Linked DNA regions of Mus musculus: all the other regions are linked to region 6. Evidence: chromatin contacts called from public HiCAR-type and promoter capture Hi-C data. All regions are on one chromosome and are shown on one strand. The core of a region is the stretch at or near the end of the contact, and the rest is flanking DNA. Distances in the headings are between cores, read along the strand shown. Region 1 holds the start of Gtf3c2 (general transcription factor IIIC, polypeptide 2, beta). Region 2 holds the start of Supt7l (SPT7-like, STAGA complex gamma subunit). Region 3 holds the start of Nrbp1 (nuclear receptor binding protein 1). Region 4 holds the start of Gckr (glucokinase regulatory protein). Region 5 holds the start of Htt (huntingtin). Region 6 holds the start of Ywhah (tyrosine 3-monooxygenase/tryptophan 5-monooxygenase activation protein, eta polypeptide). Region 7 holds the start of Grk4 (G protein-coupled receptor kinase 4).

Region 1 (3,407 bases), core at 44-2,543, 1.8 Mb after region 6:
GATGGCTCAGCATTTAAGAGCACTGACTGCTCTTCTGAAGGTCCTGAGATCAATTCCCAGCAACCACGTGGTGGCTCACAACCATCCGTAATGATTCTGGTGAGTCTGAAGTCAGCTACAGTGTACTTAGATATAATAATAAATCTTAAAAAAGAAAGAAAAGAGCTTTCACTTGTTGTATCTTAAACTTTGAGAATCTTTTTCCAAAATCAAAGTTATTTTAAAAAAATTTTTTTGTGTGATAAAACCAAAGAGAACTTAACCAGAGGCAGGATTTTAAGAGATGTTGTTCATCAAAGCACTAAATCTGTTACTCCCTATAAAATGTTTAGGAGCTATTATCTAAAAGAGGAAGACAGCCATTCAAAATGCTGTCATTTGAGCATAAGAGGATGTCGGAGAACTGGGTGTTCTCTTTCTTTCCTTTCAGATTTTGGCTAAATCCCTTTTTCCTTTTTTAATTGGTAGGATACAGGATTACCCTGGTAGAACCTGAATTCCTGAGCTCAAGAGATCTTCCTGCTTCAGCCTTGAGTACCTAGTCTGGGAGTTGACGTGCCCCATTGTTTTCTCCCTTTCTCATTTTTCTGAGACATGGTCTAATATAGTACAGGCTGATTTCCAATTTCCAAGTAGTCATGGATCACGTTGAACTGCTAATCCTCCTGACTCCATCTCCGGAGTGCTGGGATTATAAGCGTGCACCATTACTCTTTGTAAAGATTTAACCAAGGGAATAATTGAACAAGACTATTTAGAAAGGGGAAAGCTGCCATATTTCACCTCTTCCGGTTCATTTTAATTCGCCCTCCTCCTGGGTAAAGGCAGATCTGTGAAAGCTACATGGTTTTAAAAGGCTGAAAACCTTGTTGCTCGGAGGCCACTTCCCAGTGAGGGAGTGGCGTGAGGCCTGGGTTGATGCTCTCTTTAAAAGCGCAGCCTACCCACCCAGGCTAGGCTCCCCCCGCTCTTTTCTTCCCTTGGCCTCTTTCCAAGCCCTCCTCTTTATTTTCTTCCTGTCTTGGCTCATTCACTGGCAGCAGAAAATCAGGAGATCTCTGGGGGCGAGGGATTGTCTCCTAGTCCGTCGAAGCTCGGGACTGTAGTTAAGAATCAGGTGTGGTCAGGCTCTTTTCTCCACAAAGCCAGCAACCTGGGTGGAAAGGCAGGTCGGAACGCTCGGCGACAGCAGAAGCGCGACACTTTCCTCTTCAATGCTTTTCCACAAGGCTGCTGGTGGAGCTGCGGTGCCGCGCAGGCGCCGACCTCCCCTTCCGGTCGCTGAAATTCCCAGAAGGCCCTGCAGTGTCCTAGGGCCGCGGAAGCCACGCTCCAGCTCGCGGGCGTCGGAGGGCTCAGTGCCGCGCCGCGCTGCATTATGGAACACAGAGTTTAAAAGAAAGCTCGGCAGGAAACGCGTTCCAGACCAAGCTTGCGTTTACCTTGTCTCGGGGGCGGGGCAAGGAAGAGCCGATCAAGATTTCGTCATAAAACCGCGACCCGACAGGCGGCGCCATCTTCGAACTTGGACTTCCGGAAGGACTTTGGCGCGGGTGAGTGTACCGCAACGGGGTGTGCGGGGGACCCAAAATTACTCCTCCCATTCTTTTGCCGTAGCGCTAAGGCAATGGGAACCGATTCCCGATTCCCGTCTTACTCCCGCGCAAGACAGCGCGCCTCCTAGCCTTTGCGCTTCTCCCGAGAACCGTCGAGCTCTCTCCTCCGTCCCCACTGGGGCCACTGAGCATCCCCCATCTCTGCCAGCCGGTCTTACCTTCTTCCCCAATTCGGTGTATGTAGCGCGGTAAACTGGACTCAGGTTTCTGCACTGCTTACGTTGAACTCGTTACGTTGGGCCTTCGGACTTGGGTGAACCTGCAGTTATCTTAAGGCTTAGGGAAATCAGGGCTCGCCTGGGGCTCGAAAGCTGCCCCCACGGCCAGGATTGGGGAATGGCAGGTGGTGGTGTCTCTGTCTGATTGCAGTCAGTCCTCTTGTGCTCATTCCCTCTTACTGTGTCTCAGCCTTTTCCTCCAAGTGGCTCTAACCCCGGGGGTTGTGCCCCGCGCGCTGCAACCCCATTGGCGCAGCCAAGGGCCAGTTATGTTTCCTTATACTGGTCCTTTTATCCCGCGGCAAGTTTGCCGTCTTTTGGACAAGACAGAGATGGCGACTTCACCCCCACAGGAGGTAATTCACTTTTCTGGGCAGGTTTAGGACATAACCAGGTCTTTTTGCCCTTGGAGGTACATTGATTGTTACATAAATTCAAATTAACCTTTGCTTACGTTACCTTTTACCGCTTACCGCTATCAACTGCAGTGCCATTTTTCCTAATAGTTTTAAGTTGTTCTATTCAGATTTACACTCTTTAGTTTCTAGCAGTATCAACTGAAAACGTGAGTTGCAGGTTTTTGTACAAATAATATGTTTGTTTTTGGACCAGTAAAATTATCTGATAAATCACCAGTTGCATGATAGGAATACTTTGGGAACCAGTGTATTAAACAGTGTATGTGAAGTGAGTCCGTGTTTAAGATGAAGTATTATCTAATTGTTTTTCTTTTGCCAAAGTAGTCAGGTTAGCAACCTGAAGCAGCAAGGAAATCAGACAGTATGGGATATAAAAATCCTAGTTAGAATTTACTGAACATTTCTTCCTTTACTGTTTAAAATTTGTATTGTCAGATCCTAAATAGGAATTCTACCATTCACTGCCACTGCCTTTTACTAGAAGTGAATTTTTTCTTTTTTTTTTTTGTATTTTTTTTATTACGTATTTTCCTCAATTACATTTCCAATGCTATCCCAAAAGTCCCCCACACCCTCCCTCAGAAGTGAATTTTTAAAAGGATTTTTTTTTTGTATGTTGAGTCACTCACTGAAAAAAGTTATATACTGATTCATGCATCGAGTTCGAATAGTGTAGTAAACCAGGAAGGCAAGATCTTACAAACTTACTTAACTTACTTTCTTATCTTTATCTTACAAACTTTCTCTTTTGGTTTTTCAAGACAGGGTTTCTTGTGTAGCCCTGGCTGTCCTGGAACTCATTCTGTAGACCAGGCTGGCCTCGAACTCAGAAATCTGCCTGCCTCTGCCTCTCAAGTTCTGGGATTAAAGGCATGCGCTACCACCACCTTCCAAACGTTCAAAGACAGATTGATTTTGTCTTAGTTTACTAAAGTCTGAATATTGGTTTGTTGTTACTTGTTTTACAAGACCACTTTCTTGGAGACAGGTTTTTATCCCTGATTGGCCTGGAATTCCAGATCCTTTAGCTTCAGCTCCTAAGGGCTGAGATGACAAGCTTTCACCATCCTGGCCAACTGACACCTTTAAATCTGAAGTGAGAATCTGTTTCGTAGCTATGGTTACCATAGTTACTTAATCGCAATTTAATGTTC
Region 2 (3,869 bases), core at 1,218-3,717, 1.5 Mb after region 6:
ACACTTAGCACAAGTGTTTCTGCATTTGTTCTGTCCTGACATCTACAGCCATACACATACAAGTGCCATAGTGCACACGGAGGGAGCCTATTCTCTTCCTCCATCATGTGCTTCTCAGGGCTCACACTCAGCTCATCACAACTGGCAGCACACACCTTTACCTGCTAAGCAATCTCACTGGGCCACAACTTCTTTCTTTCATTCATTCTCTCATTCACTCAAGTCAGGATTTCTCTACAATGTAACTCTGGCTATCCTGAAATTCAATAAATAGATCATGCTGGCCTGAAACTAACAGAGATCTACCTGCCTCTGCCTCCCAAGTGCTAAGATTAAAGGCCTGCATCACAATGCCTTATTAGCCCCAACTATCTTTTTCTTTAAAAGTTTTATTTTATGTAAAGGGGTACTCTATCTGTATGTACAATTACATGCCAGAAGAGGGCATCAGATGACATTATAGATCATTATGAGCCACCACGTGGTTGCTGAGGGCTGAGCTTTCTCTGAAAGAGCAGATAGTGCTCTTACTACTGAGCCATCTCTCGGCCCTCACCAACTATCTTTTTATAAGCCTGAATATCTATCATCCAAAATGTGGAGCTATACAATAACCTCTTGAATGTTTTGTACTTTGTGAAAATAGCCTGAGAGGTGAAAAAATATCAAATACTGATTTCTCAGCCAAAGAAATGAAGTAAATTTTTCCATGCCCTCCAGGTGATAATTAGCACTCAGAAAGCTCTCTCTCTCTCTCTCTCTCTCTCTCTTTCTGTGTGTGTGTGTGTGTGTGTTTAAATGATAAACGCAATAAGCAAATTACACGGTGAGAAAGAGGTGTATGTATAATGCCCATAATTCAACACTTTTACTCACTAAAGTTAATGACCCTGGGCTTGCAAATTACATTTACCCTACTTCAGCTGTAGGCCTTCTGAGCTGTATGATCAAAAGCACTTGAGGGTGCCACCTTCAGTAGTAGTTTCTTACCCATTCCCCACGTGCAGCCCAGCTCATCATCTTGACCACTTCTACTGCTCTTCCCTTCAGTGGTATTTGCTTCTTCTTCTTCATCTGAGTCTTCACCTAACATCTTCTTCTCCAATAATATCTGCTGCTGTTTACGCAATTCCTTCAACTGTGTTACTGTTAATTCAGATTCTGCCTCTCGGTCTTCCTCTGGTCCCTAATGAATCATGGGTAAAATATATACATATATGGATTCAGAAGTGAGAAAATTACTTTCTGAGACACAGCAACGTACACAGACCTGTGGGTCCAGAATGAGGCCTGTGCTTTTGTCATTGGTTACCAGAATCCTTTTACTCAACTAAACCTTAAAGAAACTCAGAATCGCCGGGCGTGGCGGTGCACGCCTTTAATCCCAGCACTCGGGAGGCAGAGGCAGGCGGATTTCTGAGTTCGAGGCCAGCCTGGTCTACAGAGAGAGTTCCAGGACAGCCAGGGCTACATAGAGAAGCCCTGTCTTGAAAAACCAAAAACAGTGAAGTCCCAAGATTTTTATTTTAGATTTTTCTACCTACCTGAAGGATAAAGAGCCGAGTGCTGCCTCCAAAGCGCATTACATGCCCGACGTGGACTCTACAGTAAGTGCGGGGTGGGATGCGAGTTTTGTTGAGGAACGTGCCGTGGGTACTTCCCAGATCGTAGAGATAAAAGCCCTGCTCATGACCCTCAGAGTCTCCGCTGGGATCCGCCCCCCGGTGCTGTAGTACAGCATGGTACCGAGACACGGAAGGATGCTCCAGACATATGTCACAACTAGCAAGTCTCCCGAAAAAGCAGCAGCTCGTGTCTTTCAAGGTGCGGGTGCCAAGGATGGTGCCACCCTTCAGGGTTTCGAGACTGTAGGGGGCCGTGGCTGGGCTGCCCCACGATGGCTCTCGGTACGGAGGAGCCCGGGTCGGACCGCCAGACGCAGGAGCTACCCGCGGGGAGCGGAGTTGCTCCACCGGTGGACCCCCGGTCTCCTGGCTGTCCGGCTGCGGTGGCGGGACCTCGGGCTCCTCACATCCAGAGTCCAGCTGCGCCGCGAGACATTCTTTCTTCACATCCTCAGAAACGGAGGGACTGGAGGCCGGAGCCTTACCCCGTACTGCGGAAGGCACTGGTAAAACCGGCTTCTTAAACTCGCTACTGACTTCCTGGGGAGCTGGCGCATCTAGCTGAGGGGTAGGATCAGCCATCCTTAGCCGGGTGCAATCTCAAAATGTGTCCCTCGGAAACCCCGACCCCTCGCTCTCTACGTTCCCGCTCACTTCTCCTCCTCCTTCCCACCTCCCTGAGGCTTCTCTGGACAGAAATGTTGGAGTTCCTCTTTCAAGACTCGCAGAGTTTTAAAGATGTGAATAGCACTAGGGAGTCACAATACCAGAAAGCGGGGAGAGGCTCTCAGAGTGCTGTGCAGGATACGGACATTTTAGGCGTTGCATGTAGGCTAGTAATAACTTCCTGTGGCAGAGGGCGATTGGGAAGAAGTGCTTCCGTGGCCTTGGTCCATTAATCAATAAACAAGGCTCCTAGGCTTGACCTAGTCCTCGACTCCGACCTGTCAGAGTCAGGCAGCCGCGTATACCACTCCTGGGGCAGGGCGGTGAGTATTTGAACTTTATTTTCTGGTTCCGGTCCAGAGCCACCCATTTTCCTGCTGCCTTGTAAATCAGACTTCCCAGGATCCTGTGGTCGGCGCCTAAGCCTAAGCCTCCAGATCCGGAGCAAGGAGTCCCTATCTGCAGCTCTCGAATTTATTCCTTTTATGAAGTTAGTAAAGAAGCAATTTATTATTGTTCATTCTTTTATTACTCGGAACAAAATATTGAGATAGCATGTTTAGTGGCTTAACAAACCTGAGCATCGAAACCTCTTTTCTTTTTTACTCTTTGTATTTATGATGTTGGCATGACCCTGGACAACAGCTTCCACATCTGAAAAATTGGAAATAGTAGTGTTAATTTGTCATAAAATTTATGGAAAATTGAACTAAGCCATAGTTAATATTATAACTCTTTGACAGAGGCCTGAAACTATACCAAGATGGCAGCCATAACAAGTGGGAGAATACAGATGAATAAGTCAACTAAAGTTAAGGTTCAGGGATAAAAGCAAATTCATGTAAATATACAAAGAAAGGAGATCTGTTGGGGGGAATGGTGATTTCAGGGATCCTAAAGAACAAATTCAAGTCTGATAAAGATGTAGAGGGTTCCTGGCAGAGGTCACAACTCAAAGGGTCAATTATAAAAATATCTCATGTTCTTGAGAAGCTGAGTGGTGGAGCTGGAGAGATGGTTCTGTGTGCTGCTCTTCGGTGGATCTGAGCTCCATTTCCAGTACCCACATCAGGGGAGTTCACAACCACCTCTAATTTGAGCTCCAGAAGGATCTGATGCCCTCTTCAGATATCCTTGGCACCTGCATACACATGGAACACACAAGCATATACTCAACCCCCAACAGACAACAAAAACGAATGTCTGTGAATGCATAGCCTGCCTGGTCTACAGAGCAAGTTCCAGGATAGCCAAGGCCTCAAAGGGAAACCCTGTCTCGAAATTAATAATTTAAAAATACAATCTTAGCAAAGGAAATAAGCTGAGGGGCCAGTTAGATGGCTTAGTAGGTAAAAGGCACTTGCTGCCAAGTCCGAATGCCCGAGTTCAATCCATGGAACCCACATGGTGAAAGGAGAGAACTGCCTCTCACAAGTTGTCTTGTGATTTTTTCATGCACACATACCCAAAATAAGTAAATGTAAAAAAAAAAAAAAAAGAAAAGAAAGAAAGAGAAAGAAAGGAACTGAGTAGTATATTGTTAGAGCTGAGGGCATTCATTTTGTCCAGGAAGCCCCT
Region 3 (3,798 bases), core at 219-2,718, 1.8 Mb after region 6:
TCTGAATCGAGGGACTTGTATTAACGCTCTAGTAAACGCAAAGAACACTACGGGACGGGGGCGGGGGAGGGGAAATCTGGTAGGATACTTCCCCACTTTAATTTCTAAGGAAAGTCCTTGAAAGCCTCCTCAGTCTGCCAAGACAGCTATTAGTTGCGTGCATGTCTTAATAAACCACTAAAAAAGATGAGTTAAGGATCACTTTTTCCTCCGTCCCCTATCAAAGAGCTAAGAAAATAATAAAGTCTGTTTCAGCTACATTCGCAGAATGTGCATCCAATCTGAACGGATAAGTGAAAGTCTAGCGAGATACAGAATATACTCTGGAACGTCAAAGCCCATGGAATCTAAAACTACAGGACCAAGGAAACAGGCAGCCCCTCCACGGGGCACTTAGAGAAAAGATGAACTGTCATCAGAGACAAACATCCAGAAAGCACATTGCCCTCCCAATCATGTCCCAGAAGGTAAAATAAGAGCAGTGCCTAAAGATCTCCAAGCACTCCCGCAAGAGATGCAGAAACGTGTGCAACACTGGGGGTTCTGCCTCAGAGCTGCTGGCAGTTTTAACAGGGATCACTGTGGAAAAGCTCATTTGCATCGGTGAGGGTATCTCCTCGAAGCCTCTAGCTACCCTGAGGACGCATAGTACATTCACTACAGGGCATTGTCTGTCATCTCGCAAAGTTGTTCTCCCGGCTTCCATTATTAGTTGAAAGCCCTCTGCACATCACCCCGCATAGCTCGCAGCCACAGGCCGCTCTGAGGAAACCCAGAAAGCCTCTGAGGTCAACAGAACTGCTCAGTCGGAGAGAATGCAAGCTCGGAGGGAGGAGGCCCTCAGCTTGTCAACACTCCAACAGGTCGCCCGGCCAGTATCTGGAAGGAAGCGGCGGCGGACAGACAGTGGCCGGCCAGGAGACCGAGCACCACAGCCACCTCATCAAAGGCCAGCCCTGCCCCGCCGTCAGGCCGCAGACCACGCCCCCGCGCTCGGCGCGCCGCCCCGCGAGCAGGCCCGGCCCGGACGCCGCGCTTCCTTCCGCAGGCCCTCGGGCCCGGGCCCCCGCCCCGCCCCCGCCCGCGCCGCCTGCCCCGCCTCTCGCGGCCAGAGTTCCAAGAGAACGCCGGGGCCCCCCGACCCGCGCCCGCAGAATTCCGGGCCGCCGCGGCCACGCCGGAGACACCAGGAGGGCGGGCGGCGCCCTGGGGCCAAGGTGGCCCCTCAGCTGCGACGGGCCGGGCTAGGTCGGGCCTGACTCCCGAGAAAGCAGGGCCGCCCGACAGCACCCGCCGGCCGCGTCCTGCCGGCCCGCGGCTCGGGGTCATCCTGCCGCCCTTCCGCGAGCCCCTCCCTCCAGGGCCTCTTTCTCCGGAGCTCACCTCCCGACTCCGCGCCCGCAGCCTGCGCTTCAGCTCCAGCTCGGGTTCCGGGGCCTCGGATCCCAGCGACTCCCTCACAGCTGCGCTCCGCAGCGCAACCGAACTGCGGGCCCCGCCCTCGCGGCGTCCGGACCAACAGTGGGCGGTGCCGCACCGCCGCCAGGTTTCCATTGGACAGGGCAGCGGGGGGCGGTTCCCACAGACCGAGGCTCTCAAGGCAGTCTACTGCCGGGTCTCCTCCCCTTGCGGGGTTCCGGCAGACTGCCTGCCAGCGTTGTCTTCTTGTCTCTCTGTCCATCCTCCTCCCAGTCGAGGTGCCCCCAAGTAATTCTGCCGGACGAAAGGAAGGCCTTCTCTCTCTTCTTGAAAGCGCCATGACAGTCCTAATCCTCTAAGAAGACAAAAGGAACGGAAGACGCAGCCTTTCAATCTGAGGAACGAACCCACCCACATTCCCCATTTGGGAAAGAGACAGTGCACTGGTCATCAAATTTTCAGAAAGCTTTTTTTTAATCGCTTAACATGAAAACTAATAGTTGCTGATTTGCATAACATTATTTACCCAGACATAACCTGATTCGACCCACATAAGGGAGAACTCATTGAAGTTATCCAATGATAGTTGGCAAATTCGAAAAAGAAACAAAACAAAACAAAAAAAAAAAGTTACTCAAATTTAAGTTGACATGAGTCCAAAATAGAATCCGAAGTAAGAAGATCCATCAAAACTGTCTTTGAAAAGGTATTATTTGGAAAGAGTTTACATTGTCTGTGAGTGTAAAGAATTACAATAGATTCTGGGTAAGCCATTGATCTTAGAAAGTTAAAGGCAGAATTTAAGAGATGTATAATACCATTATACATGTATTATCAAGGAAGAAGGATGAATCATCTGAATCTGAGAATGTCACAATCACCAATTTTACTCTCCTTAAAGGGACTAGTTAATCCTAGTTCACGGGTTCACACAGAAATCCTATAGAGACTCATTTTTTTCTCATCTCTTCACTTTAAAATGCTTGCTTTAAAAACTGAAATTTCAACAAGCATGCCAGAGAGATCTCTGTGAATTCAAGGCCAACCAGGGCTACATAGTCTCAAAAACAAACTTTTTTTTTCACCCAGCATAGTAATGCATACCTGTAATCCTATCACTCAGTAGGCTAATGCCGTGAGTTCAAGGTCAGCATAAGCAATAGAGCAACAACACTGTGTCAAGACAAAATAGAATTCTGATGTTGGATTAAAAGATGCACTTACCTAAAATGTATAGCACACCATTTCAAAGTTTGTTCTAGTCTCAGAAGGGTGCTCATCCTCTCCAGATTAGCCTTTCTGCCAAAGCCATTGTAACTCCTGAGCCATGGCAAGCATTCATGACATATCTGTTCATGCTACTTTAGTTCCTATTATTTTCTGTCAGTACTATTTCAAATGTGCACAGAGGATCTTTTGGCAACCTCATTTTCAGTTATTTTCTCATGTATACCTAAAATGACCAACTGCTGCCTACATTTTTACCACCTCACTTATGTTTCCTGATTACAAAAGTAATAAATACTAGCCAGATGATGGTTGTGCATGCCTTTAACCCCAACACTCCGGAGGCAGAGGCTGGTGGATATCTGTGCACTTATAGCCAGCCCGGTCTACAGAACAAGTTCTAGGACAGCCAGGGCTACAAAGAGAAATCCTGACTTGGAAAACCAAAAGCAAACAAAAAATAATGAATGCTTATTATAAAAACTCAGAAATTAGCTTGACTGTGGCCCAAGCCTTTAACCTCAGGACTCAGGAGGCAGAGGCAAGAGGATCTCTGAGTTCAAGGCCAGCCTGGTCAATAGAGTTGAGTTCTAAGACAGCCAGGTCTACACAGAGAAACCATGTCTGTGAAAAACAAAAACAAAAAAGAAATTGATATGGAGACAGAGCCTAGCAATTAAGAGCACTCTCTGCTTTTGTAGATAACCCTGGTTTGGTATATATACATGGCAGCTCACAATTATCTGTAGCTCCAGTCTGAGAAAATCTGGCACCCTCTTTTGACCTCCATGGAACCTAGGCATGCATACAGTATACGGAAGCAAACACTCATAAGCATCATAAGCATTAAAATAAATCTTTTGAGCTGGGTGTGGTGGCTCTTGCTGATAATCTCAGCATCAGGAGCCAGAGACAGGAGGATCTCTGAGTTAGAGGCCAACCTAGTGCGCAGAGGGAGTTCCAGAACCGTCAGGCCTTCCAGAGAAACACTGCCTCAGTAGTATAATAACCAAACATACCTTTGTTTAAAGCCACTAAAAACCAAGAATCTCAAAAATATTTCAGTATAATATATATACATACATGGTGACTTCTATGAATCAGGCATTTTTTTTTAAGTTTTATTTAGTGTGTGTCCAATAAGCATGTTGC
Region 4 (3,404 bases), core at 831-3,330, 1.7 Mb after region 6:
GAATTAAGGTACTCACAGACATAAGGAATGCCATACGACCAGAGGTGCCCCCTCCACTCAGCACCACCAGGCCCCCATCTGGCTCCTGAGGATGGAAAGAAGCCCAGGTCAGAGGGAGACTTGGAACACCTTCTTCTTCTCATCATCATAAAATGGAGGCGAGCATAGGCCAGGTGAGGTAGCAAAAAGAACAGTAATCTGGAGAAAGAAATCCTCTTGACTATCCTCTCTGACTAAGCTATTCATTAAAATTCCAGAAGGGATTTGAGAGCAGCTTTGTCAACTAACTAAAAGTAAATAATCAAAGCAGTGGTGCCAGCCAGCAGTTATTAGCTGGGTACATCCAAGCAAGTGACTACAATCAGCCTTTCTTTGTTTTCTGGTCTGGAAAGAGAACTTAAAAAAAAAAAAAGATAATAATACCAACTTTACTGGGTTTTGTGGATGTACAGAGTGTGGAAGTGCATTGCTGAGGATGGAGAGATGGCTCCGCCATGAACACACTGGCTGCCCTTTCAGAGGACCCCATGGCAGCTCACAATCATCTGTGATCCTTTCCTGCCTTCCAAGGGCACCAGGTACACACGTGGTACACAGACATACATGCAGCCAAAACAGCCATAAACATTTAAAAAATAATAATATTTTCAAAGGAAATGCACTGCTGCTGATAAAGTAGTATCCATCTGGTAGCTGTCATAACTATTATCAGTGACTAAAACAACAAAAAATATCCAAAGGGAAGACTAAAAGAATAAAGAACTGAGATTTATAAAAACAAGAAGTGGAGACCCGGGAAGGAGGAAGTTGGAGGGAACAGAAGTGTTTGGATGGATGAGAAGCAGGTGGGGAATTTGTACCTTCAGCACTTCCTGGACCTTGCCAGCCACTTGCAACATGGTGGTCAGAACTGACTCACTGTACAGTCGCTGTAGAGAGTGGACAGGAATCAGGATGGAGAAATGGGGTGGGGGGGTAGAGGTGAGAGAAAGGCAGTGAGATGACTCAGTGAGTTAAGAGGATTGTGGCCAAGTCTGATGATCTGAGTTTAATCCCAGGGACCCACATGGTGAAAGGACAGACTGATTCCCAAAAGTTGTCCTCTGACTTCCACACATTTCCTCATGGAACAAATCCTTCCACATCACAAAACAGATAAATAAATTTTAAAAATGGGAATGGGGAGGGGAGGAAGAAATGGAAGATGATGGATTGAGATTGAAGGAGAGGGATCAGGATTTCCTGTATCAGGAGGGTAGAGGTGGAAGTGTGGCCGACTTGACATCTTTATTTGCAGTGTCTGAGATTTGACTGTGGGTCACCTGGTAGGTGGGCATGATTTGCCCCTCCTCCTGGAATATCTCAGCATCACACTGCCCCAGCAGTTGAACAATTTTCTCTGCATCTGCTTTGTCCAAGTTCCGGGTCAGTGGGTTGGACTTCTCTGTGATTGGCACAGCTGCTTCATACCCTGACAACTAGAGACACACAAGGGTAGGGACAGAAAGCCAAAGTCTGCCTTATGCCTGCTGGACTGGAGGTGGGAGTGGCAGGAGGCCCAGTGTTTGGCTTAGATTCACATACTTCACACACACCGACTTGTGCACATACATGCACACATAAGGCACACACCATTCACATACTAAAAACTTAGTCTTCATGTGATGTTCTGAGCCTATTAGGAAAGGAAGATCATAAGGAAAGGTAAGGGGAAAGGTGCCTATCATGGTAAGTGTGCCTGCAATTCAGGCATTTGGAAAGTGAAGCTGCAACAAAGGGATCAGGAGTTCAAGGCTATCCTCAGATACATAGCAAGTTTGAGGCCAGCCTGGGCTAGACCGTGTAGCAAAAGAAAAAAAAAAAAAAATAGAAGAGGGAGTAGAAGTCCAGAGCTGAGGCCAGTCCAAACTTAACAGTATTTTAGGAATCAGAAGAGAAGGCTGAAATGGAGAAAGAACCTTACCTCCCATTCCCCAGGCTCAGGGGTCTCGATCACATGCTGATACCGCTTGGTGCTTGGCATGGTCCCACACTGCAGACTCTCCAACCCGCCTGCCTCTGCACTCACGCAATCTGTTCTGGCCCCAATAATTTGCTTCCAGTTGGCAGGGTCTTATCTGAGCCATGGAGATGATTAACCTAAGAACCCTGCCTCTCAAAACACCACCCCCTACGCCCCTCTCTTCAACACCCGTTCCTGTCGCCGGGGCTTCCAGCCCTCACAGGAGCTCCTGAGGGTCCTCTTTGCGTATACTCTGGCTTGCCAGCCTCTGCCCTTGGAGAAGAGGACCAGACGTTCTTTGCTTTTGCCCTTGCAGAACACCCAGGTCAGAAAGAATCCCTGAACAAATCTGTGGCCCAAATGCCTCCAAAGGCCAGAGATCAGGGTCAGTAGAAGTCAGAGGACTCAGGTCATGGCTTGATCACATGTCAGCATGCAGTCCTTCCCTGCCCCACTGGCTCATTTTATCTGCTCCTCTCTGAAAGAAAAGCAATAGACGCTTCTGGACCCCAGGTGTGCGAACACTGAACTGGATATCACAGAGGAGATGTCACAGAAATAGAAATACTGCTAAGAACAACGAGGACCAAGAAATTGCCCTAAATACCACAGTCTCTATTTCTCCTGACCCACTTTCTCCCAAATGGCAGACATCATTGGATACATGGACACATGGACACATAGATACATAGAAGCCATTGTTGGCATTGTTTTTAGATGAGGAAACAGCCTCAGACAAGTGGTTGGCTATTTAGGATCACACAGATTTCATACTCAGCTAACATATGAAATAATTTAAGGACCTAACATGTCTACATGTTTACTGAATGAATGCAACAACTAACAAGTTGTTGAATAATACTTATTCATACAGTGACAGAAGGTTTTTAAAGACTCTTGTTGCCGGGCAGTGGTGATGCACCCCTTTAATTCCAGCACTCGGGAGACAGAGGCAGGTGGATTTCTGAGTTTGAAGCCAGTCTGGTCTACAGAGTGAGTTCCAGGACAGCCAGGGCTACACAGAGAAACCCTGTCTTGGAAAAAAAAAAAAAAAAAAAAAAAAAAAAAAGACCCTTGTCCAGTGTTTGACACTATTGATATTCTAACAATTGTTTCATGTTTCTATGCTTTAAGGGTAGAAAACCTGAGGTGTGGGTTAACCGATTTCTCTCAAAGGAATGTGTTACACTCACACCCACGGGGGGGGGGGGGGGGGGAGAGAGAGAGAGATCTGCTTTTAAATTGCTCTTATATGCCCAGCCCTCTTTTTAATCCTTTCTAGTTCTTATAATGATGCCAGGCACATAGAAGATGATCAGTAAATATTTGCTGAATAAACGAAAGAGTGAATGAGAAAGCGAATGGAATCAAATCAGATCATGAATGGAAAAGAGACTTAAAA
Region 5 (3,705 bases), core at 382-2,881, 1.7 Mb before region 6:
AAGCCACCTTTTCTCCCCAAATCTTTATTTAAAAAAAAAAAAAAAAACAAACTCTCAGGACTGGGAACATAGCTCAATGATATCACCAGAACACTTATTTTCTAAGTGAGTTTTAATGATGACATTCTTTAGTAGGTTGTTCCCAAAAGTTCTCCTTATTAATTATACAAATCCAGATTAGAAATAAAATGCCCAGAGTTGAGAGAAAGGACTGAGCTGCAAGAGAGCACAGGGCTCAACACTCAGCATGGATTTCCAGGAAATGTTTTGAGCGTCTCTTTTCTCTTAGAGCACTGTGACTCATGGTCTCTCTTCTGTTTCAATATTCTCTCCAGTCACAAGCAGCTAGCTTCCAAAGATCTATAAGATGTCAGCAAAGAACTAAACAGGAACTTTTACTGGCACAAAGTCAGAGTCAGAGTGGCCTATGTTCTAAAACAAGCCTGTCTGCAACACTAGTAAAATTCATTCCCCGGTGAAAACTGAGCACCACCAATGTATCCGTTTTATATAGAACAAAAAATCGATAGGCAGTTAAGTATAAGTCGACTCTTTCATATATATGCACACATATAGTTTTTTATTAATAATCACACCTAAGTAACTCACCATGTACTTGACAAATACAACTCATCCAACTGCCTGCAGACACACAGAAGCACACCTCTCTGGCTATGCTTAAAACCTGGTTTAACTACACTACACCACAAACTAAATGAAACGCCAGGAGAGTACGAAGTGCCTCGAGTCACAGGCTGCTTCAAGTGTCACTTGGAAAAAGAATATCCCATTGGATGCGTTCACACTCCCCCGCCCTCAGCACTCCCGCCGAGACCTCCTAAAAGCATTATGTCATCCACTACCCGCACATCTCTCACGCTGTCCTGCACTCCCAGCTCTTAGGCCTGATGAGGAGGTAACCCTAGAGATCTCTGCCTCTCCAAGTTCTCTTCACAACAGTCATGTGCGCCACCGCCCCAGTTTCTCCAGAAGAGAGAAACAAGTTCGTTCCCTAACTTCGCAAACTGGGAACGGCGAAGGCACTGGAGTCGTGACGCCCCTCAGCGAGTCCCTGGCTGGCCTGACCCGGCTCTGTCTCCTCTGAGGGAGGCCAGAGACCCCGCAAGACGAGGGCCCGGGCCGGGAAAGCCTGGCCTCAGGGAGGTACCGCGACCCTCTGGACAGGGAACAGTGTTGGCCATGCCCAGCACGCAGGCCAGGGGCGCGGGGCCCGGGCGGGAGCTGCGGCGCCCGGACTCACGGTCGGTGCAGCGGTTCCTCTGCCGGACCTGGCAGCGGCGGTGGTGGCGGCGGCGGCTGCCCCTGAGGCGGCGGCTGAGGGGGTTGAGGCGGAGGCGGCGGCGGCGGTGGCGGCGGCGCCTGCGGCGGTGGCTGCTGCTGCTGTTGCTGCTGAAACGACTTGAGCGACTCGAAAGCCTTCATCAGCTTTTCCAGGGTTGCCATGACGGCTTCCTGCCCGATGGGACAGACCCTGAAGACTTGGAGCCTACTGGCACTACGCGGCGCCACTTAGCAGCAAGGCAATGAATGGGGCTCTGCGCGGCAGGCAGAAGCGGAACCAAGGCGCTCAGCCATCTTGGGCCCGTCCCGGCAACCCTCGCGGCGAGTGCGTCCCGTGACGTCATGCCGGCGGAGACGAGGCCACGCCAGACCCGCAGAATTGACAGGCGGATGCGTCGTCCTCTTTCCCGAAGTCAGGACGCAGGCCTGCGGGGCCTCTGCTAGTTTAAGACTCTCCGCCCCGCCGATGTGGCCCCGCCCCTTCCCGCAAAAGCCAGCCCCCCTTAGTGAAGAGGGCCAAGCAAGAGGATGAGGTGGGCGGGGCGGGCTGCTAGATGAGGGACGGAGCTGAGCGGAGAGTGGGCTTTAGGGCGGCTCCCTGGCACCAGCGATAGAAAAGAAGTGAGGAGGTGGGCAGAGGAGTTGGGGAGACCCGGAAGGAAGAAAAGGTTGGAAAGGGGAATGACAGCGAAGAAATTTTCCTGCGTAAAGCCACCCTACACCTGGAGTCACCGGGAAAGCGATTGTGGAGCTCGGAACCCGAAACCCAAAGCAGCTCTCTCTTCCACAAGCCAGGTGGTGGCCTGAGCTTCCCGAACGCAGCGTGCTGGGAGCTCCCTGCAATGAGAAGGGAACCAGAGTGACCTGTATTCAGGACCAAAGAACCCTTTATGATCCGTGGACCCCGAAGCCCCAGAAGTGTCTGCAGTAGAGAAGGCTGAGAAAGGGTTTCAAGCAGGCAGCGAAGGCTGAGAAAGGGTTTCAGGCAGGCAGCAGTAGTTACTGTCCAAAGAAAGGCTGTGTTTCATGCAACTTTGGTCACACACTCTACATTGAGACACGGACCCTGGAAAGTGCTGTGGCAACCAGCCAGGACCTACAAGGGGTCTCATTGCCACCAGCGCTGAAGTCCTTGTCTCTAGAGCCTCCATCTCCCAAAGGTGAGCAATTAAAGCAGGAAGCTGAAAATGGTGTGGATACACCCAAGCTGCCCCTGCAGTCTGCCCAGCAAAAAGTGTTGGCTTCAACCGGGCATGGTGGTGCATGCCTTTAATCACAGCACTTGTAGAATGCTTTTTGAGTAGCATGCACGAAGCTCTGAGTTCAATCCCTGCATTTTATAAACCAGGGGTGGTAATCATGTACTCTGCAGGTAGAACGAGGATCAGGAGTTCCAGGTTTTCCTTGGCTTCATAGTGAATTCAAGTCAGCATGGGCTGTATCAGAACTTGTCTCAAAAGAAAAAGGAAAAGGAAAAAGCCAAGCAGTGATAGAACACACCTTTAATCTCAGCAGTCTGGAGGCAGAGGCAGGCAGATCTCTGAGTTATAGGTCAGCCTGTTCTACAAAGTGAGTTCCAGGACAGCCAGAGCTACATAGAAACCCTGTCTCAAACAAACAAACAAAACCGTTCCGGCTTCAGAAAAAGCTGTCTGGAGGTGATCCATGCAGTGAGAAACCCAATGAAGCTTCAGGCTACCTGTAAGAATCAAATGCCCTATTCCATGGCCATAAGGCACTCCATTTTCTCGAAATGGCCAAGTATACAGAAACCAACACTGTTACTGTAGGGGTATAAGCCCGCCGCTGTTAAACTGGGAAGGAGAGCAGAGAAACAGCCTTTAGATTCTATGTCCCCTCTGTTACTAATGGCACTATTAGATGCACAGTGCCAGTGCTAGCTCTCACATGAGGCAGCCTCTAACAGCTGGCCAGGGTTGGTAGTTGCTAGTAGGCAGACTTGGAAGAAGGCCCAGTGAGCCCTGTCTCTTAGCATTCTCTAGGTTATGATGTCCCTGCTCCCAAGTAAGGGCAGCTAGTAACTGACTTCTAACCAATACAAGACAAAGATAATGGGATGTCACACATTTGTTAGGCTACAAATGTAACTTCAGTCTTGCTAACTACCAACTTCTCAGCTTATATACATTGATGAAGAACAATTGGCAAGACTTAACATAAAGAACTACCCATGGCCAACAGTCAAGACAGATATTGGTGGTCCATCAGCCATGTATGAAGTAAACCCTGACAATACCACTAAAGCTCCAAGGTGATTCTTTTGAAGCCAAGTTCTCAGATAAGGCACTGGTACCTAATTGCCCGCTGTGAGAAGTGCTAACAGAGGACCTATGTGAGCTGGGCCCAGATTCTGGAACCACAGAAACTGGATAGTTATAAATA
Region 6 (3,705 bases), core at 509-3,008:
AAACATTTAGACATTTAGTAGTGACTTGGTGTGTGGATAGAGGTGGCTTTCAGGGTACACTTTAGTAATATCAGTCTTGTTTCCAAAAAATTTTGCAAAACTGTTATTTTAAATTCATTTTCTCAAAGAATCCACAATTTCTTCAGAAAAATTCATACCCCAAACCTAGAATGTTCCCTGGTATAAATGAATGCTTCTAACCAGAAAAGCATACCATAATGCTGAAATCAGTATCACCAAGGAATCAACAAATGGCCTGCCTGTGATGTTGCTGGATTCCAGAGACATCCTGCTGAATGTGTACAAGGACCCTGGAGGAAAGCTAACTTGATTATTGTTCTTACCTGAGAAAATCCTAAATGTTGGCCTCAATTTTCTATTTCATGTAGTATCAAAATACAATTTCCAAATTAAATGTGTATGGAGTATGTGGGTTTAAGAAAGCCTTTCAAAGACTAGCCATAGGTCATATGAGCTACAATTCAGGGCAGTTAATACTTAGGTCAGCTAAAAACTGCCCAAGGGCTGCTAAAATGCAGATTTCTGGGTCTCACCCTCAAAAATGTTTATGTATTTAGAAGTCTAAGGTGGAATCCAAGGAAATTTTCTCCCTAGTCTTAAGAGCTAGGTGGCCACAGTTGTAATTCTGCCACTGTGTGACCTTGACAAGAAATATTCTTTTAGAAAAAACCCAGGATGATGTGAAGAGTTGTCTATAGTGATGTGGTAACAGAACTCCAAAGTCTTGGGTAGGCAGGTAGGCTCTAGGCTAAGCTATTGACTAGGGTGTGGCTGGGCAGGTCTCCTTTACCGGAAATCAAGCTCCAGAATCCATCTCTGAGGGTCTCAGGAATGCAAAGGCCCCCAGGGTTGCTTCGTTTTCATTTCATCTCCAGGAAGGCACGCAGCATGGACCGTTGGGATGTATGCAGGGACCCACACCCTCCTTCACGCCCAGGACTGCTGGAAAGGGGTCTTCCCACACAAAGCCAGACCCGAGGTGTGGAAAGTGGGGGAAAAAAACAACTTCAGACAAGCAAACCAAACCGGTCGTAGTAGAGAAAACCAGGAGATGGGTCTCCACTCGCGGATGAGCCTTTATTACAAGTGGGTGAATGGTGGAAGGAAAGCGCCTTTCGCCCAGGTCCGGCAGAAGGGTCTAGAAGCAGGAACGCGACTTCCTCCTTTCCTCGGGCACCCCCTCCCCCACCGGGGCTCTGCGCTAGGACACGGCGACCCCCGCCCGCCAGCCACCGAGAGGCCTCCCGGGGAGACCCCGCCCCGGCCAGGCCGCAGGAAACGGAGAGTCCAGCGGCCGCCGCGCCCAAAAGGTGGCGGCGCGTAGGGAGAGAGCCGCCGCCCAGGCTCGGGCCGCCCCGCCCCGCAGCCCCCGGCCGCCCGGCTCCCCAGCGCGCTCACCGCCTTCATGGCGGAGGCCATATCGTCGTAGCGCTCCGCCTGCTCCGCCAGTCGCGCCCGCTGCAGCAGCTGCTCTCGATCCCCCATGTCGCTCGCGACTCGGCCTCGCCTCGCACGCCCACACCGCCTGCTCACTCGCTCGCTCGCTCGCCCGCCCGTCCGCTTCCCGGTCGCCGCCGAGGCCGCTACCGCGCACGCGCACTGGCTCGCCGGCTGGCGGGAGGCTGCAGGCTGCGCCGCCGCTCGCGCCTTCTCGCTGGCTGGCTGCACGCGCTGTGGCGAGCGCCGCGGAGCCGCCGAGAGAGGATAGGGGGCGCCGCGGGCGGGCGGGCGGGCGGGGAGGACGCGACCACGCCTGCGCACTCGGATCAGCCCGCCGAGCTACGGGAGGGGGCGGGGCGGCCCAGCCCTAACGGTCTTTTTAAGGTGACGTCACCTACTATAAATAGCCGCGGCGAGGGCCGCGCTGGAGAGCTGCGCAGGCGCCTTAGGAGTACTGCAGTTTACCGCCGCAGCGTTGGAGGGTGGGGAGCGGCTGGGGCGCGGCGATGGTGGTTCCGCAGGCAGGCGTTGTCGCAGCCCTGGCCAGGAAAACGCTACAGAACCCATGATAGAGCTCGGGCTTGAGAAGCAGATACCCGCAGATAACCCTGTATGGAAAAGCCGAGGCGCCCCGGACCGAGGGGCGGCTTTGTTGGGTGTTGCCACCTCCAGCAAGCGGTCAGCTCTGTCAGCGGCGTGGGGTGGGTCCTGCCCTTTGGGACAGCCCCTCACAGACACACTAGAATCCACAATACTGCAGGGTAGTGCCATCCTTAAAACTGACCTTGGGCCAGCTCTGGCTTGCACAGGAAGGGATAGGGAACTTGGCAGAGCGGAGTAGCGTTCAGGACATACCTACGGGGACCTGACTTACTGTTGGGCCTTGACTAGCACTAACCTATTTCATACAACCACTCCGGGAAAGGCTCAGCAGGTCCCCCATTCTTCAAAGCAGAAGTGCAATCTACAACCCTGGTAAACCTAGGAAAACCAAAAGTTGGCAACTATCAGGGTCGACTTAGCCTGGTTCAAATCTTTTTAGGGAATTAGTGATTATAGGTCAGAGGTGCAGTGTTGGCCTGGAGGGCCTGATGCTCAGTGGAAGAAGGAACAAAAATTCAAGGCAAGGTGACATATCCTATTTGTGGAGGGGCCAAAATCTAATTTCAGTGTCTTCTTGGATTTCTGTGGCGATGGACTGGACACTAAGCCTTCACCGCTCCTGTCGTTCTGTGCTAAAGGTCCCTGGGTTGGACCTCAAGCTAGAAAAAGTGCAATTAAAACAAAACAGTCTGGCATGGTGGAACATGTCTTTAATCCTAGTAGCCAGGAAACAAAGGAACAGGCAGGCATATCTCTGAGTTCTAGGCCAGTCAGGGATACACAGAGAAATCCTGTCTGAAACACACACACACACACACACACACACACACACACGGCTGTTACACAAAGAGAAGCCATGCACACACATAAGAAAAATCTAGCCCACTGTAGCACAGAAGAAGGGGCCTTAGGTTCACTGAGGAGTGTGTGTGTGTGTGCTCATGTTGAAGACTGCTCAGGAGCCATGTTTTTGTTTTTGTTTTTGTTGGTTTTGTTTTTTGAGACAGGGTTTCTCTGTGTAGCCCTGGCTGTCCTGGAACTCACTCTGTAGACCAGGCTGGCCTCGAACTCAGAAATCCGCCTGCCTCTGCCTCCCGAGTGCTGGGATTAAAGGTGTGCGCCACCACACCCAGCTATGATATATATATGTGTGTGTGTGTGTGTGTGTGTGTGTATATATATATATATATATATATATATATATATATATATATATGCATGCGCCACCCCCATATCACCTGTCACTGTCACACAGTCACACACTTAAGATACTTGTTAGGGGAAATATTAGCCTGGTTTGTTAACCAGGATTTGTGTTAGTAGAGGTGGCTCTTCAAATATGGTGAAACTTAACAGATGGGGACCTTCTAACCACTCAAATCCCAGCTCATGGCTGCCAGGTCCTTATTTATTTGAAAGTTTGTTGTTGTTACATTGAAACAGTCTCACATGTAGTCCAGGCTGGCCTCAAACTTGTGATTCTCCTACCATCCCCCCTGGAGTTCCCAGGTTGCGGGCACGTGCCCCGAGTTCCAGCAAACCTCAGTTTTTGAGCCTGGCATGAGCCAGTTGCACCTTTGCTGGGGTTACTGCAGTATTGAGCATGTAGCCGGTGCTCAGTGCTGGAGGCAGAGCTCCGGG
Region 7 (3,539 bases), core at 717-3,216, 1.6 Mb before region 6:
CTTCTCTTTCAGTAGAACATTCGACTGTTCATGTTGTTTCTCACTCCAAATTCCAATTAGTCCTTGAAGGGGATTTAAAAAAAATATTTATTTTATGTATATGAGTACACTAGGTGTACAGATGGTTGTGAGCCATCATGTGGTTGTTGGAAATTGAACCCCCTCGATCTGGCCAGAAGATTTATTGATTTATTTATTATTCTACGTTAAGTACACTGTAACTGTCTTCAGGCACACCAGAAGAGGGCGTCAGATCTCATTACGGATGGTTGAGCAGTCAGCACTCTTAACCACTGAGCCATCTTGCCAGCCCCTCAAAACAGTATTATTTTGAATAATAGTATTAATTCAAAAATACTGACAGAGTAATGTCTTTTCTTTCATTTGTTTGTTTCTTTGATGATAGCTCTAGTCTCCATAGTTCTACTATAGTAGAACTCATAGTCTACTCCATAGTTCGCAGACTATGGAGCCTAGACTGCCATTGCACAGAGGATCTTCCTGCTTCAAGCCTCCTCTCTCTGCTCCTTGCTCACAGGGGTTTCAAAGCCCTTAGTTTGGTATTCAATTCTGGACACCACTCACTATAAGAAATTTCTGACAATGTTTCTTGTTAGGGCTTCCCATATTGAAAATAGTTATATTGTCCAATTAAGATTCTTCTTCCTGAAAATCACTTGGAACGTAAATGGACTTGTGGGGTTTTTTGTTTGTTTGGTTGGTTGGTTGGTTTTTCGAGACAATGTTTCTCTGTGTCGCCCTGGTTGTCCTGGAACTCACTTTGTAGACCAGGCTGGATTCCAACTCAGAAATCCACCTGCCTCTGCCTCCCGAGTGCTGGGATTAAAGGCGTGTGCCACCATGCGCCACCACTGCCCGGCTAAAATCAATTTTTAAAAGGAACAAAAAGAAAAATCAAAAACATCTGTTACTCACTGGTTTTTCTCAAAGAATATACTTCACATTCTGTGAGGTGAACACACTGAAGCTTCTTAATAGCGTCTACTTCCCATGGAACCTTTGCCTGGGTAATCCTAGAAAGTGTGCAATGCATAACTTTCCATACTCTGTCTTTCAGATTAGCAGCGCTGAGAGTGAGATGGAACTCAATCAGCCCCTTGTGCCTGTTAGGCTAGCGCTACTGTTTCAAAACAACAAAAGTTAGCCCAGGATCACTGACTGACACCCGCTAAGCTGCAGCTCCAATCCAGAATTGGTTCCAGTAGAATCAAAACTCCCTTATTAGACAATAAGGTACCAAGGAATCAGGATTCTCTCCAAGGTTAAAGTTCCTAGGAGGCGCTACCTTCGGGGAGACGGGGAGCCCGGGGTGCACCCACCTAGACGGGCCTTCAGCAACAGATTGTTGGCCACGAAGTTCTCGAGTTCCATGATCGCTGTCCTGCGCCGTCGCTGCCGCGGTTTCCGACGTCGAACTTTTCGGAGTCGAGGCAATGGAGACGGGGAAGGCTGCGGGGAAGGAGATCCTAAACCCGCGGCAGAAGCCTCGGGGCATCCCTTGTCCTTTGAGGAACGCGGCTTCTGGACGGTGGCCCTCCGCGACAGCGACCGTCTCTGTCGCTTCTTCCTCCGCCTCCTCCGGGGTCGCCACAACTGCCAACAGGAGCGCTGCCGTCGTCGCCGTCGCTGTCGCCGTCGCGGTCGCCGCGGAGATGGGACACGGGTAGGCTCGCTACGGGTTCCAGCTCTGTTGCTGTCCCGGCAAGGGGCTTCCGCTATCGGCGCCGGCGCGCGGTAGCTCGAGCTCCTCTCAGCATCATCGCCCAGGCCCAGGGCGCGTAACTCTCTCCTCAGCGCCGGGTCCTGGGCAGCACTCAACCTTCGCCGCGCCCTACCCTACCGAGGAGCTTACAAACTCGAGAGCGGTCTCCAGCGGCGACGGCGACAGCTCCAGCAGCGGCAGCCGCAGCCGCCAGTTAACTCGCAAGACAGCTGGGCCCCGGCTAACGGTTTTCCTCCAGAGGGAGCCCGAGAGCTCCCCTCGGGGCGGCGTCTGAGGATACTGTGGCGGCTCTCGGGACACTACAGATCCCATAAGGCCCAGCGCCAGGAAGTCGAGGAAGTGTGGCCTCCTGGGAGTTGTAGTCTTTAATCCAGTAAACTGTAGTGCCTGTTTAGTGTCATCCAGGACTTGTGTACTTCTCGCGAAATACGGGAAGCTGACGCACTCATCGCGAGACGAAGCTGGGCGTGGTTTTACATCAGCATCCTATGCACGAGTTTCTTGAACTGCTTGGTCTGTACGCACTGTCGTCCAAAGTGTGGCGGAGTGAATGTCATGGGGAAAGCCAAGCGGACTGGGGCGCGGAGGCAGGTCCACAAAGCGCCCGCAGGGGCGTCCGGAGGCCCGGCGAAAACTAACCCAAACCCATTTGAAGTGAAAGTCAACCGGCAGAAGTTCCAGATCCTTGGCAGGAAGACGCGCCACGATGTGGGCCTGCCCGGGGTGTCCCGCGCTCGTGCCATCAGGAAGGTGAGGGGATAGGCTCTACCCAGGTTCTGCGTACTATGCCCAGTGGCTAGTGAAAGCCATTTGGGGAGAAAAAGATTTATTTGGCTTACACTTATATATTTCCATCATTGAGGAAATTAGAGGCAGGAGCTGATGTAGAAGTCATGAGGGGTGCTGCTTACTGGCTTGCTCTCTATAGCTTGCTTAGCCTGCTTTCTTAAAGAACCTAGGACCGCTGCTAGCACATAGGTGGGCCCTCCGCGGTCAATCACTAATTAGTAAAATGCTCTTTGGGCTTGCTTGCAGCCCGGTCTTATGAAAGTATTTTTTTCCAATTGAAATTCCCTTCTTTCTGATGACTATACTTTGTGTCAAGTTTGCCTTAAACTAGCCAGCAAAACGATCAGGACTGAGGCATAACACTGCCTCTCCTTTGCTTGATATCGAATGCGCTTCCTCTGGAAACCCTTCCTCCTTGGGATCTTCCAGGTATACATTCTTCTTGACTCTTCTTGGAGCTTTTAGGGCCTAAGAGTCAATCTCTTCTGAGCTCTGAGCTGCCCTGTACCACTGCTCTGTATGCTTTGACCATGACAGTATTCGTCCCGTGGATAGGGTTTACAGAGTATGCTCTTTGAATGTTTGGAAATTGTCCTTCCTCTGAATTTCATGAGCTTGTCCCTTGGGAAGTCACTGGAATAGTACCTTTTGGGGATAACCTCATAGCTTCCATCCTTGTTCTTATGGCCCCATCTCAAGAGTATATTGTACCTTCCTTTCAAAACCAGTTCAACAAATGGCATTCTCTATGTAACTGCTGACGTTCGTTTGACTTTAAAAAATAAAAGTTTGTGAGTGCCGTTTGTGCTGTGGCTTTAATCTCTGGGGAATCGGAGACAGGTGGATCTCTGAGTTTAAGGGCTTTATGGTGAGACTCAAAACTTCCAGTTGAGTCTCAAAAAATAAATAAAAGAAATGAGTAAGTAAAAGGCAATTCATGGTTACTTTGAGAAAATTAATAGGTTAGACTTATTGGTAATGTTTGTAAAGGGGATAAGTAAGACCT

The links. Promoter capture Hi-C pulls out the DNA fragments that hold promoters and counts their contacts. HiCAR-type assays count read pairs that join an accessible place to other places. Capture Hi-C pulls out chosen DNA fragments and counts their contacts.
Region 1: a promoter capture Hi-C map of pre-B cells shows a contact between it and region 6, with 5 times the contacts expected there. The contact joins the promoter of Gtf3c2 here to the promoter of Ywhah in region 6. A contact is called at or near these places in 1 of 39 promoter capture datasets (pre-B cells), 1 of 115 datasets of contacts at active chromatin or transcription factors (microglia) and 2 of 9 other capture datasets (adipose tissue and liver).
Region 2: a promoter capture Hi-C map of pre-B cells shows a contact between it and region 6, with 6 times the contacts expected there. The contact joins the promoter of Supt7l here to the promoter of Ywhah in region 6. A contact is called at or near these places in 11 of 39 promoter capture datasets (the 3T3-L1 cell line, the C10 cell line, cranial neural crest and 7 more), 1 of 484 Hi-C or Micro-C datasets (B cells), 3 of 115 datasets of contacts at active chromatin or transcription factors (astrocytes, cardiomyocytes and pro-B cells) and 1 of 9 other capture datasets (liver).
Region 3: a HiCAR-type map of astrocytes shows a contact between it and region 6, with 3 times the contacts expected there. The contact joins the promoter of Nrbp1 here to the promoter of Ywhah in region 6. A contact is called at or near these places in 8 of 39 promoter capture datasets (the 3T3-L1 cell line, 3T3-L1-derived adipocytes, cranial neural crest and 5 more), 3 of 115 datasets of contacts at active chromatin or transcription factors (astrocytes, embryonic limb bud and extraembryonic endoderm stem cells) and 2 of 9 other capture datasets (adipose tissue and liver).
Region 4: a contact with region 6 is called in a promoter capture Hi-C map of adipose tissue, with 2.2 times the contacts expected there. The contact joins the promoter of Gckr here to the promoter of Ywhah in region 6. A contact is called at or near these places in 1 of 39 promoter capture datasets (embryonic stem cells), 3 of 115 datasets of contacts at active chromatin or transcription factors (astrocytes, embryonic forebrain and large pre-B cells) and 2 of 9 other capture datasets (adipose tissue and liver).
Region 5: a promoter capture Hi-C map of pre-B cells shows a contact between it and region 6, with 3 times the contacts expected there. The contact joins the promoter of Htt here to the promoter of Ywhah in region 6. A contact is called at or near these places in 2 of 39 promoter capture datasets (liver and pre-B cells).
Region 7: a promoter capture Hi-C map of liver shows a contact between it and region 6, with 5 times the contacts expected there. The contact joins the promoter of Grk4 here to the promoter of Ywhah in region 6. A contact is called at or near these places in 3 of 39 promoter capture datasets (liver and pre-B cells) and 1 of 115 datasets of contacts at active chromatin or transcription factors (pancreatic cancer cells).

What each region holds. Positions count from the first base shown.
Region 1 is chr5:31,178,030-31,181,436 of GRCm38.p6, reverse strand. Gtf3c2 (general transcription factor IIIC, polypeptide 2, beta) reads left to right here and starts at 1,293. Exons shown (of 19, transcript NM_027901.2): 1 at 1,293-1,553.
Region 2 is chr5:31,525,360-31,529,228 of GRCm38.p6, reverse strand. Supt7l (SPT7-like, STAGA complex gamma subunit) reads left to right here and starts at 2,467. Exons shown (of 5, transcript NM_028150.2): 1 at 2,467-2,614. It overlaps Slc4a1ap (solute carrier family 4 (anion exchanger), member 1, adaptor protein), which reads right to left and starts at 2,234. Exons shown (of 14, transcript NM_001347328.1): 1 at 1,545-2,234; 2 at 991-1,186. The coding sequence starts at 2,207.
Region 3 is chr5:31,238,588-31,242,385 of GRCm38.p6, reverse strand. Nrbp1 (nuclear receptor binding protein 1) reads right to left here and starts at 1,468. Exons shown (of 18, transcript NM_147201.2): 1 at 1,384-1,468.
Region 4 is chr5:31,296,239-31,299,642 of GRCm38.p6, reverse strand. Gckr (glucokinase regulatory protein) reads right to left here and starts at 2,080. Exons shown (of 19, transcript NM_001374741.1): 1 at 1,964-2,080; 2 at 1,323-1,478; 3 at 861-929; 4 at 17-85. The coding sequence starts at 2,023.
Region 5 is chr5:34,759,666-34,763,370 of GRCm38.p6, reverse strand. Htt (huntingtin) reads right to left here and starts at 1,631. Exons shown (of 67, transcript NM_010414.3): 1 at 1,262-1,631. The coding sequence starts at 1,464.
Region 6 is chr5:33,016,869-33,020,573 of GRCm38.p6, reverse strand. Ywhah (tyrosine 3-monooxygenase/tryptophan 5-monooxygenase activation protein, eta polypeptide) reads right to left here and starts at 1,758. Exons shown (of 2, transcript NM_011738.2): 1 at 1,420-1,758. The coding sequence starts at 1,506.
Region 7 is chr5:34,658,806-34,662,344 of GRCm38.p6, reverse strand. Grk4 (G protein-coupled receptor kinase 4) reads right to left here and starts at 1,966. Exons shown (of 16, transcript NM_019497.2): 1 at 1,341-1,966. The coding sequence starts at 1,392. It overlaps Nop14 (NOP14 nucleolar protein), which reads left to right and starts at 2,197. Exons shown (of 18, transcript NM_029278.2): 1 at 2,197-2,494. The coding sequence starts at 2,300.